Regions from separate parts of the Mus musculus genome. Here regions 1 and 3 are each linked to region 2. A link is a contact called in public Hi-C data. All regions are on one chromosome and are shown on one strand. The core of a region is the stretch at or near the end of the contact, and the rest is flanking DNA. Distances in the headings are between cores, read along the strand shown.

What was found. A called contact is a pair of places that touch in the nucleus more often than the background predicts.
Region 1: a contact with region 2 is called in a Hi-C map of the MNK3 cell line, with 3 times the contacts expected there. The contact joins two enhancer-like sites. A contact is called at or near these places in 1 of 15 datasets of contacts at CTCF or cohesin (the NIH/3T3 cell line), 1 of 484 Hi-C or Micro-C datasets (the MNK3 cell line) and 1 of 115 datasets of contacts at active chromatin or transcription factors (bone marrow-derived macrophages).
Region 3: a contact with region 2 is called in a Hi-C map of the N1E-115 cell line, with 2.7 times the contacts expected there. The contact joins two enhancer-like sites. A contact is called at or near these places in 2 of 484 Hi-C or Micro-C datasets (the N1E-115 cell line and nephron progenitors).

What each region holds. Positions count from the first base shown.
Region 1 is chr8:10,795,933-10,800,006 of GRCm38.p6, forward strand. No RefSeq gene overlaps it. Among named protein-coding and RNA genes, the nearest start is that of Gm32485, 20 kb to the right of the region's middle. Within about 2 kb of position 2,654, at least 6 of the 459 cell types and tissues checked have an H3K27ac peak or open chromatin away from gene starts, as enhancers often do. A contact at or near this core is called in the MNK3 cell line, where this site is marked.
Region 2 is chr8:10,469,205-10,473,302 of GRCm38.p6, forward strand. All of the region lies in intron 21 of Myo16 (myosin XVI), which reads left to right. Among named protein-coding and RNA genes, the nearest start is that of Gm51561, 41 kb to the left of the region's middle. Within about 2 kb of position 1,302, at least 4 of the 459 cell types and tissues checked have an H3K27ac peak or open chromatin away from gene starts, as enhancers often do. A contact at or near this core is called in the MNK3 cell line and the N1E-115 cell line, where this site is marked.
Region 3 is chr8:10,820,613-10,824,774 of GRCm38.p6, forward strand. No RefSeq gene overlaps it. Among named protein-coding and RNA genes, the nearest start is that of Gm32485, 5.0 kb to the left of the region's middle. Within about 2 kb of position 1,554, at least 4 of the 459 cell types and tissues checked have an H3K27ac peak or open chromatin away from gene starts, as enhancers often do. A contact at or near this core is called in the N1E-115 cell line, where this site is marked.

The DNA of each region.
Region 1 (4,074 bases), core at 1,404-3,903, 330 kb after region 2:
GAGGATGCCTCATTGGGGAAGTCAGCCACTCTCTTATAGTCCAAGAGATGAGGCAGTGCTCCATGATAAAAACCCAACAGACACTAAAAGATAAGTTCATGCTCAATAGAGTCAGGACAGTGCAAATGGTGTGTGTGTGTGTGTGTGTGTGTGTGTGTGTGTGTGTGTTAGAGAGTTGTCTCTAACATAAAAAGGACAACCAGAAACAGAACAGTCCTTGATGATATCCTGCTGTGACCAGTGCCCATATTTAAGGACACAGGTTCCAGAAGACCAATAGACAGAGAACTGTGCGATTTAGAACTGGAGACCTTTTAGAACCTCCTTGTGGTTCTTGAACCTCTAGATGTTAGAGACATATGATTTATTTCAAGCTCAAAAATACCCTTCAATGTGTCTAGAGATAGGATTTGACTCAGGCTAGGAAAGAACTGAGGGACACAAGTTAGCAGGGTATGATGCCCTATATGCCATAGAGCACAGTGCTCAGCAGCCTTCTAAGCAACAAGAAGAAAGTTGGGTTTTGATGGCTTTTTTTTAATATTCAAAAATATTTTGAGTCATGTATGCATTGCCTTCTTAGCCAAGACGTGGCATCCTGTGCTGGTTAAGATTCTAACTCATTTTACAGATGAACCCCTGAGCCATAGACAAAAGCCAGATGTGAGGTTTGTAAACTTAAGGAAGAAACACTGAAACAGTGGGGAGATTCCTGGAAGTGTGAGCAGGCTTTCTAAGCTGTCCACCATTGCTTACTTCATATGTCTAAATAAAACCCAAGGCTTGGAAAGGAACAGGCCCAAGGGACATCAGGAGATCCAGGACTATGATTTCTGCACCAGGTGAGATCTCTTTACCTGCTCCTTGATGCTTTTTTCCCCCTGTGGAAAGTCCTACTGTGGCTGAGTGGGTTTGCTTTTAAAATTAATTCATTAGTTCATTAAAACATCATTTTGGTGATAATGGATTGAGATGTTCTTAATAGACATCATTTCTGGTGTGTGGTGTTGCAGTAAAGTAGGAGCAGTGAGCATCTCTGAGCCTGATGAATTTGGCTGAGAATCAACGGGGGGGGGGGGGGGGGGAGAAGAAGGAAGGAAGGAAGAGAGACAGGAAGGAAGGAAGGAAGGGAGAGAGGGAGGGAGGGAGGAAGGAAGGAAGGAAGGAAGGAAGGAAGGAAGGAAGGAAGGAAGGGAGAGAGGGAGGGAGGAAGGAAGGAAGGAAGGAAGGAAAGAAAGGAAATAAAGAAAGAAAGAAAGAAAGAAAGAAAGAAAGGAAGGAAGGAAGGAAGGAAGGAAGGAAATAAGAAAGAAAGAAAGAAAGAAAGAAAGAAAGAAAGAAAGAAAGAAAGAAAGAAAGAAGGAAGGAAAGAAGGGAAGAAGGAAAGAAGGGAGGGAGGAAGGAAGGAAAAAGAAGGAAGGAAGGAAGAGAGAAAGGAAGGAAGGAAGGAAGGCAGGCAGGCAGGCAGGTGTAAAACAGGAAGACAGAAAGACAGAAAAGTCAAGTAAAAACTAAACACTCATCATCAGCTGCTCAGAAAAGCACAGCCTTGACTAAAGCTCAGCACCTTGTGTACTCTCCCAGAAACTGGATACATCTAGCAATGCAGGATTCTGCTAAGACCTTAGGTGGTAGCTGTCTACCTCACCGGATGGCTTAGGTGAAGTTCTGTTGATCTCTACAGATTGATCTCCTATGAACCAACCACAGGGTCTCTTCATTCACAGTTCTCAGTGTTGAGGTGACTAGAAATATATTCTTCTTTTTGATGATCCCAGCCCATCTCAGCTGCTCTCATTCAGGTCTATCCTAGCAGACATGTCTAGCTGAATGAAGAAGTCAGTCAGGGGCAGAGGAGATAGTTCCATTTGTAAAGCATGGGGACCTGAGATTTGCTCCTTGTTACACACATGTCAAAAGCCAGGCAGGGTGGTAGTAATATGTCTTTGTAATCCTGGTGATAGGGACTAGATGCAGGTTCATTCCTCAGATTCCATGGATGTCAATCTACAGGTAGCTGAGAGACTCAAATGTCTCAAAAATTAAGGCAGATGTCCCTTAAGGATTCCATTTAGCCTATAAACACCCACACACACACACATACATACACACACACACACACACACACACACACACGGGAGAGAGACAGAGAGATGGAGAGACAGAGGCAGAGACAGAGGCAAAGGCAGAGGCAGAGACAGAGACAGAGACAGAGACAGACAGAAAGAGTGTGTCTGGAGGATGGACAATATATTTTGTGAAGCCATTGCTAGGTTGACAAAAATAATCCCTGCTGCTTTTGAGACAGGGTCCTGGTATTGCTCTCAGAAACTTCTTTTGATTTCACCTACAGAGACAGGTCATGCTAGAACCCTGGGACCTATCATTTGATAACAGGGTCTATACAACACCATGACTGAATCTAGACAGGGGAAAGCACACTCTGTATGTTGCAAAGACATCTGTGGAGTGCCTCCCGCAGACAGGATGAGATTCGTGCAGTAGTTAAGTCTGGAGGGTGGAGGGCTACCTCTGCCCTCTCTGTATGCTTCAAGGACAGAACTGATGGGGACCAGCTTGGGACAGTCATCTTGATCAACTCATGCTCACAGGCCACAGGCTCCTCTATTCTCTTGTCTGTTCATCCAGGAAATACCACCCTGAACTCTCCAATGAAGCGTGCAGAGAGCCCAGAGGATTGGAAACTCTCTGTTGTGGCTTCTCTACATTCTTTTAGTCACTTTTTAACATACTTACCTCATTGTGGTCTTAAAATAAAACCACTAAGTGACTTGTCCATGAATACACACACCATGAGGCATCTTTATTCTTAATTGAGTTTACTGCTAGGTACTTTTCTACTTTGGGGATTTTACTCTTAACTACAAATAACAATGGGGCACAGGCAAGGCTGTGTCCTCATGTGCCTACTCCCCACAAAGAGCAGTGTGTGTGTGTGTGCTTGTATGTGTGTGTGCTTGTGTGTGTGTGCTTGTATGTGTGTGTGCTTGTATGTGTGTGTGCTTGTGTGTGTGTGCTTGTGTGTGTGCGTGCATGTGTGTGTATGCTTTAAGCTATCTAAATATTTCATGGTTCAAGAGAGAGGGGCAAGTTTGCCTCAAAAAGAGAGAGCAGGAGTGATGGATGAAGGGGGACAAAACATACCAAAGTACTTATTATTGAAGCATGAGACCAAATCACAGGTGACTTGAATGATTTATCCAGGCACATTTATGTGTTGAAGATAAACCTAAATTGTTGAAGAGTCTATGGGAATAAAACCCACAACGCTGAATACATATTTACTATCTCTACGCAGAAATGTATAAGTAACCAAGGCTTCCTAAGCTGCAGTTAAGTCATGAGTTACTTGGCTGAGCTCGTTTAAAGCACTACTTTGTTTAATACCTCTTTGCAATCCCTAATTTCTAATAAATGCAACATAAATCACCCACCTCACACATGGCTCTTAGCAGTTCCTTTTCAGTTGTTTTAAAATCAAGAATTTATGAAAATCTCTCTTAAAAGGCAATAGTTCATGAGTTTTCCATTTGCATGTAATTTTCATGTGGTTCTACAGAGTAAATTTTATTCATTTATATCAGTGAGGCCAGAACTTTATGTCTTCCCGAAAGGGCTACATTTCCCTTTCTTAGACTGAAATGAATGAATTCTACTACCTTCCACTCAGCTCCACTACAACTGGAGCAGGCGATTTCCTTCACAACGTACCCAGCTAGCAGTTCCAGGAGCAGCAAGCAACTGAGGAAAGAAAATGAACAGGGTAGGCAGGGTGAGAAGAAGGAAGGGGGGGTGAAAGGGGAGGAGGGTGAACATGGCCAAAGTTCATGAGGCAACTGAAAGACTCTGAGTTGTCTTTATGAAACCCTGCACCTGGATCATGCATGTATATTCATGTCTTCAAGCATCATTAGGGTTTCTATTCCTACACAAACATCATGAACAAGAAGCAAGTTGGGGAGGAAAGGGTTTATTCAGCTTACACTTCCATACTGCTGTTCATCACCAAAGGAAGTCAGGACTAGAACCCAAGCAGGTCAGGAAGCAGGAGCT
Region 2 (4,098 bases), core at 52-2,551:
TTTGAAAGTATATCAAGACATATTATCCTTTTTTTCTTTTTTTTTATTAGATATTTTCTTTATTTACATTTCAAATGTTATCCCCTTTCCTAGTTTCCCCTCTGAAAATCCCCTATACCCTTCCCCCTCCTTCTGCTCCCCATCCCACCACTCCTGCTTCCTGGCCCTGGCATTCCCCTATACTGGGGCATAGAGCCTTCACAGGACCAAGGGCCTCTCCTCTCATTGATGACCGACTAGGCCATCCTCTGCTACATATGCAGCTAGAGCCTTGAGTCCCACCATGTGTTTTCTTTGATTGGTGATTTAGTCCCAGGGAGCTCTGGGGGTACTGGTTAGTTCATATTGTTGTTAATCCTAGAGGGCTGCAAACCCCTTCAGCTCTTTGGATACTTTCTCTAGCTTCTTCATTGGGGACCCTGTGCTCTGTCCAATGGATGGCTGTGAGCATCCACTTCTGTATTTGCCAGGCACTGGTAGAGCCTCTCAGGAGACAGCTATATCAGGCTCCTGTCAGCAAAGCCTTGTTGGCATCTGCAATAGTGTCTGGGCTTGGTGGTTGTCTATGGGATGGATCCCCAGGTGGGGCAGTCTCTGGATCCTACCCGACTTCTTAAAGGCCTTGGGAACTCCTGCAGAGAAGCTTGTGAGCCTAGCTTACTTCAGCATTTCTCCAGCAGGCGTCAGCCTCCTCAATGTTTTCTTAGAAAAAAGCTATCAACATCTCAGACAGTTAAATATTCTGGGTATATTTGTGAACTGTCCACTATCTGAAATTTCATTACATTATCTATCTACTATCTATCTATCTATCATTTATCTATATCTATATCTATCATCTATCTATAGCTACATCTACATCTACATCTATCTATCTATCATCTATCTATCTATCTATCAATCACCTATCATTTATCTACATCTACATCTATCTATCTATCTATCTACCTACCTATCTCTTCTATCTCACACACACACACTCCCACCCACACATGTGCCCACTAAAGCACATCACACTTTGTACATATATCTAGATTAAATGCCGAACAAATTGGCAAATAGGCTGTGCTCCCTTTCTCTCATCTGGCTTGGTGTGTTCTGCAGCCACCTGGAAAGCTTTTAAACACATCAAAGCCCGGGCTCCACTCCAATTTAGTGGGTTTGGGGTCAGACCCAGACATCAGCCACCTTCACAGAGCAGGGGATTTAATTCCAGTGAGCAGAAAGGATTGAGACTCGGTGCTGTCCTTACTGCCGGGCACTCAGGGCTCCGCCTTCTACTGGAGTCAGCTTTAATCTGTTCTCCCCTTCATTTTGTGATATACGGGTCATGCACTGTTTAGTTTTCCTCCAGATAGATTTCACTGAGCAGTAAAAATCAAGGGAGAACAGTTGGTGGAAATTTACTCAAGAAATTAAGTTTGTCATTAATACGAATGATGGGCCATCTGGATAAGCCACAAGGTTCTGCTGCTGAAGAGAGACTTCAAGGAATGCACCACTTTTATTATTAAACCTGCTAGTTTCTTTCATGTATGAAGCATGTGTCTTAAGAGCAGTACCCATACTAATTAGGTGGCTGATCAGTGTTAACTTATCCTCACCCTTCACCCACTTTCCGAGTCTGCTTTGGGAAGTTCCCGGAAGTCTAATAGGCCCCTCACACAACCCCAGTGGGGAGACATGTAAAGGAGAAATGACTATTGTCTTTCTTTGAAGCTGATGTTGATCCTCTAGATTATGAATGCAGATTTATACTTCTAGAAACTTCTAGAAGCATGATTAATGTACTTATTAAGTTTTCCTCTGAGGGGTTGTACACCTGTGCATGCACACGCTCGCACGCAAGCGTGCACACGTGCGCACGCACACACACACACACACACACACACACACACACACACACACGCCTTAGGTTTCTGTATCTGACTGTCCCCTGAGCCACCAAGCTACATCAGGTACAGTCCAAAGGCAAGGTGAATACACATGTAGCGTTTGTAACTCAGCACAGTAACAAATAAATGGCTGACATAGATGTTGGTAAATCTGAAAACCCAACCAGAAACGCTGGCACTCCTGAGTGTTGGAGGCAATAGGGAAGATCATGTTTAGAACAAAATTAATATAAACAAAATGCATAGGCTTTGTTCATAAAACAAAACGGGGAAAGTCTCTAGCTTCCCCAAGAAAGATCTCTCTGTATTCTTCTTTCCCAACAACCCTAAGTCTTCCTAGGTCTAGTACCATTGTAACCCAGGTAGCAGCTGATCCCCTCTGGATACCCACACCTCCTCTGGAAGCCAGTATCTGCTTCTTTCTAGGGAGCACAGTAGCAGAATTTGCTTCTAGGTGCCAGTCTGTGATCTGAACTCCTTTCCTACTGATCAGCATCAGGAAGAGTCACACAGACAAATTTTAATGTTACTATGACAGATGGAGAATTATATATGGAAATATATCAAATATAGTATTAATCAATATAATTCACTGGAATAGATATAAATGTTCACAAAAATATATTAATCAATATAAGTACATTAAAAATAAAACATAAACATGATATATTGACAGTTGTACAATGAGAACAAAAATTCCTAGTTCTAGATAGGAAACCAGCACTCCAGGACTACTATCCTTTCTGATCATTTCGTCCTTAGGTCTCTGATTTCACAGTGTAAGAGAATTTCTGTAGAATTGAAGATTATCTACTACAATCTTTACAAAAAGAGACAGAAAGTTAAACAGGAACCACTCAGCACTATAGTTTCCTTGTAATCTTGGTGAAGCCTAAAGGACAAGAGAAAATCTCTTTAAATTTGGAATCTCTGCTTCCAACATGGTGTTCCCACCACTACTCCATCAGGACCATTGGAGTTCTCAGAATCTTCTTTATATTCTCTCTCTCTCTCTCTCTCTCTCTCTCTCTCTCTCTCTCTGTGTGTGTGTGTGTGTGTGTGTGTGCGCGCGCGCGCGCGCGTGCGTGCGTATTGTGTAGACATTTATGGATATGTACATTACCACAGTACGTTGCTAGGCAAATGCGCAAGAGTCAGTTCTCTTCTACCATGTTGTTCTGGGAATTGAACTCAGGTCACCAGACTTGGCAGCAGGTGCCTTAGCCAGTGTCTTCATTTCTCAGGCCCCTCCCTTTTTTGCATTTGACAGACAGCTCTCTAGAACATCTCTCCTCTACTCCTCAAAAACTGTATTTCATAGGATATGTGGAAAGCTGGGAGTTTCTGAGATTTAAAGCACCAAGCTTCTTAGATAAGCACACATTTGGTGTGATCGATTCTCTTGCATAAGAACGGTCAGACCAGATGACTGTGCAGACGGCTGAAGATGCAACTGAAGCAGAGATTGGTGATCTAAATGGGACCTGTCACTCTGCCCTGTGACTGCAGCAAAGAGAACTGGATGGGGAGAAACCTTCCAGCTGGCAAAGGGAGGATGCATTCAGCATGTGTCTCAGTCAGGGTTTCTATTCCTGCACAAAACATCATGACCAAGAATCAAGGTGTGGAGGAAAGGGTTTATTCAGCTTATACTTCCCACATTGCTGCTGTACATCAGCAAAGGAAGTCAGGACTGGAGCTCAAGCAGGTCAGGAAGCAGGAGCTGAGGCAGAGGCCATGGAGGGATGTTACTTACTGGCTTGCTTCCCCCTGGTTTGCTCAGCTTGCTTTCTTATAGAACCCAGGACTACCAGCCCACGGATGGCACTACCCACAATGGGCCCTCTCCTCTTGATCACTAATTGAGAAAATGCCCCACAGCTGGATCTCATGGAGGCATTTCCTCAGCTGAAGCTCCTTTCTCTGTGCTAAATCCAGCTGTGTCAAGTTGACACAGAAAACCAGCCAGAACATGTGAGCCTCACAGTAAAACCTTCACCTGTGGGGACCAGCTGGCCTGTCCCCTCGCCTTACCTCACCAAAGCTCTGCCTGTCCATCAGAGCCTCACTAGGGAGCTTGCTTCTTTCCTGGAGTACAAATCTCCAGCAGGGGTTCTGGAAGAGAAGCTCTTTCTGTGAAACTGTTAAGTCTGCATATGATGTATCCCTGCTGAGGAAAGAACATTTATGTTTGCCACTTCCA
Region 3 (4,162 bases), core at 304-2,803, 350 kb after region 2:
ATGTCTCAGACTCTTGCCTCCATGACTTCCTTAAAATGATAGATGAGGTGAGGATACTCACAGTGGCTCTATCTAGCTTACATTTCTTTTCTTTCCTTACATCCTGTGTTAATTTGCCTACATGGTGTTAGAGCTTTATGCCAGGAAGGCAGCACTGGCTTTTCTAGTATGCTAGTACTATTACCATGGTAGATCTTTTAGGGGGTGGAGTCTAGCAGAAGACAGTTAAGCAACTAGAGGTGTACCCTCAGAACTCTCTGGTGAGTTCCTTTGAAAGTGAGCTGTTACGAATGAGCAGCCAAGCTCCTGAATCGCTCTGGCTTCCTCTCTCCCCATGCTCCCTTGTGCATAGGCTCTTGTCTGTTTTGATAGATGCCATTGTCATTATTGTTAGATTTGTTTTCATTTTTAAATTTTTGTCTATTATTATGGAGAGGGGGGTTGTGCAAGCAATAGCATGATAGCACAAGGTTGGAGGTCAGGACAACTTATAGGGTTGGCCCTCTCCTTCCACCTTTATGTGAGTGTCTAGGATTGAGTCCAGGGCTTCAGGCTTTGTCCATCAAGTTACCTGATGAGCCATCTCTTTCATAACTATGTTTTGACTGATATCCGAAGCAGAAGTTAAAAAACCTTTGGAATGCATTCAATTTTAAGGATGTTTATCATTAATGCTTTTGGTCTTCTTGTTGATATACAATTGACTGCATTGTAATCAGAGAACGTGACCTGCTCTAATTTAATTCTTTAAAATTCACTTAGTCTTATTTTTGTGACACAGGCATGATATTTACATAAATTGTCTTTGTAGCAATGAAAATAATGGTTCTGAAATTATTGAATTTTCCTCGAATGCCTATGAATCCTGGCTTGTTAATTATATGGCTCAAATATTTTTCTCTGTACTAAATATTTCCTGTCTGATTTATCAATCTCTAACCAACTTATATGAGTAGATTCAATCTATTAATGGATTTGCCTATATCTCCATATAATTCTGTCACTTTTTAAAATGTCTTTGGCTATTTTATTACATCCATAAATATTTAGACTTTTTATAACCCTCTGGGAAATTTAAACTTAAATCAAGACATAATGGCCCTCTTCATCTGTAATTGTGGTTTTTGCCTTTTGGCTCTTTTCTCTGGTATTAATACTGCTATGCTTGGCGTCCTGTGGTTGTTCTTCGCCTGGCATCCATTTTTCAATTAATTACCTGAGCATTTCTGCATAACTAGGCTGTAGGCAAAACTCATGCACAGGACATATAATTTGATTTTTTTTTTAATTCCCATCTGGAAATCTTTTTTTATCCGGTATGTTTGTGCACTAAGATTGCTATCACATTTCAATCCTACTTTCTCCCTTTGAACTCTTGCTTTTTCTCTTTCTGCTCTCTGTATCATGTTTAGTTTTCTCTAATTTGCTTGATGTCTCCAATTAGAATGGTGAGTCTAAAGTTCAACAGACACAATGTCTTCTCAAGTACAAGGCAGCCCTGGGGCTATCAGCTCACAGGATGCCCTGCTGTGGCAATGTGTAGTACCTCATACTCTTAGTAGTAGATTAAGTCTGACATCTTGATTGTCCTGCTGCAGCCAAGGCTGGCTAGATCAGCTGCTCGCACCCCACTCCTGGATGTTTTACTTTCTTTCCTCCAAGTACCTTTGGAGAGAACATGGGGATTATGAATCCCTTCAGTTCTTGTTCTTTTGAAATGCACAGCTATTTTACTCTTGATTATGGGAGATCGTTTGCCACATATAGCAGTTTAGAGTGACATTTGTTTTGCTTGCTCCTTTAATGGCAACACTCTACTTCTTTCCATGGGTATGTTTGGCCTCGTTTATTTTAATCAGTTCTGAAATACTCTGTCAGTCTGCCTTGCTCTTCTCTCCCCTCATACTGTCTCCATTTCCTTGGCCATTTTTATTCTGCTCTTTATGGTGTCTCAAGTCTTTGAAAACAGAAATAAATCACCATCGCTTCTGCTTCCCACTTTCAGTGAGTAACTGCTTTCCCTGGTGCATCCCAGTGGTGGATGGATGCACATGTGCACATACATACTGATATTTGGCCAGATTTCACAGATTGTTCTTGTTCCTCAACATAATTGAGACTGGTCAAGCAGAGGGGATTTATACAAAATGTACCAGTCTAGCTTCTAAGAACTGCCATACACAGTGCCTTACTCGGATGATCCTGGAGCACAGGGTGGCGCCCACTGAGCCCCACCCCAACACACACCACACCAAGCTTTCCACGCCGTGTTCTTGGGAGATTGTAATGACCGCAGTTGGAAAGAAGATGTAGGAGAGGTGTCCCCTCAGCTCCCTTGCATGCAGGCAGCCTGTGTTTCTGAGGCTCCTCTTCCTTCAGACATTCTAGCTGTATTCAGAAAGTCTGAATTCCTCTGCAGATCAGCAAGCTGACCAAAAGTTCTGTCTCTTGTTCCTTTGGTGGCCATATTAATGCCACACCAATAAGACTGAATAAATCAGGGTTCCCTAGAGGAAAATAGTGGAAAGAATGAAGGTGTTGTACAATAAGTTTGCTATATTGGCTCACACAGTATGGGCCTGAGAGTTCAACAGTGCCCACGGGAATGGTGAGAGGTTTGAGAATCTGGTACCTGCTGCACTCATGAGGCCAGAAACCTTAGCAGCAGTTCCAGCCTGTCACTGTATGCCCAAAGACTGCTGGAAAGCCTCTAGGACTCAGTCCGCCCTGGAAGGACTAAGTACCTGACTTCTGATAGCAGTGAAAGGTGACAGCAATGGCGGCAGCAGCAGTGGCAGCAGCAGCAGCAGGATCTATGCACTCTCCAGCAGGCAGCAAAGGCAGACAAGCATTAGGCTTCTCTGTGGGATATGAATGTATGCATGTATATATGCATATATGTGTGTATATTGTGTATATATGCGTGCATATATGCATGTATGTATATATTATGATGTGTATGTATGCATGCATGTATGTATGTAAGTATGTTGTACCTGTATGCATGTATGTATATATGTTGTGTATGTATGCATACATGTATGTATGTATGTTGTGTATGTATGTTGTGTATGTATCCATGAATGCATGGATGCATTGCTGCCTCAGCTGTTATTGCAATCACCTTCACGGATCTTCCCACAGACATGTCTCTCTCTTAGTTGATCCCATGCCCAGTCAAGCTAAAATTCACAGTGAACCTTTACTGGAGGCCATTGGGAGCTTTGGTCTCTGCATACAGCACATTGGCTTCAGTGCCTGCCTTCACCCAGGTCTGATTTCTTACTATCTATAATTTTTCTACCCTTAAAAGTATCTTCAGTATGTGAATACGTATATACTGTATGCATATGTGTTTTATGTGCACATTTATGCTTGCGTGAACACCTGTGTATACACACTCATGATTGCATGATCACACGTGTGTGTATATGAATGGTTATCTGATCATCTGCGTGTTAACATGCATGTTGTGTGAGCATCTGTGCATGTGCATACATGCTTGTGAGATATATGCATACACACTTGTGCATTTACTACATGTGTGATCATCTATGTACATGTATGTGTGTATAAAAGTATGTATATCTATGCATGCTTGTATGAGCACATGTATGTGCACAAGACATTTAAAATAACACTTCATGAAGTTGGATCTCTTCCTTCCGATTAAATAACACTTGAGCGTGAGGACGTTTGGAAGGAGGTCAGGTCTCTTCCTTCAATCAGGGAGGAGCTCTCATCAAGATGTACCGCTCTGTGGAAGGCAGTCTTCACAATACGATTCTCTAACATGTGTCACTGAGTTTCCCAAGAAGGATGGAGGCATAGTTAGTGCTGGGTCGAATGGGCTGTGTGAGACTGAGACTGCACCATGACCGTCTCTGTCCTTCTATGACTTAGTCTTCCTTCCTGCCTTCCCCTAGAGCAGCACGGGGCAAGGCCAGGTCAGCACGGGGCAAGGCCAGGTCAGCCAGCAACCTTGGCAGCTGCACTCCTCCAGAATCCTTCTCTTCATTTTGCTGGGTTATTTTCAGTGGCCCAGTCTTTTCTGACCCGAAGCTCGGACAGGACAGATGTGTTTGCTGACTATCCTTGCCTAAACTGCATCCTTGAGAGATTCGGGACTTCAGTGTGAAGACACCCATGTTGTGCTGTGTCC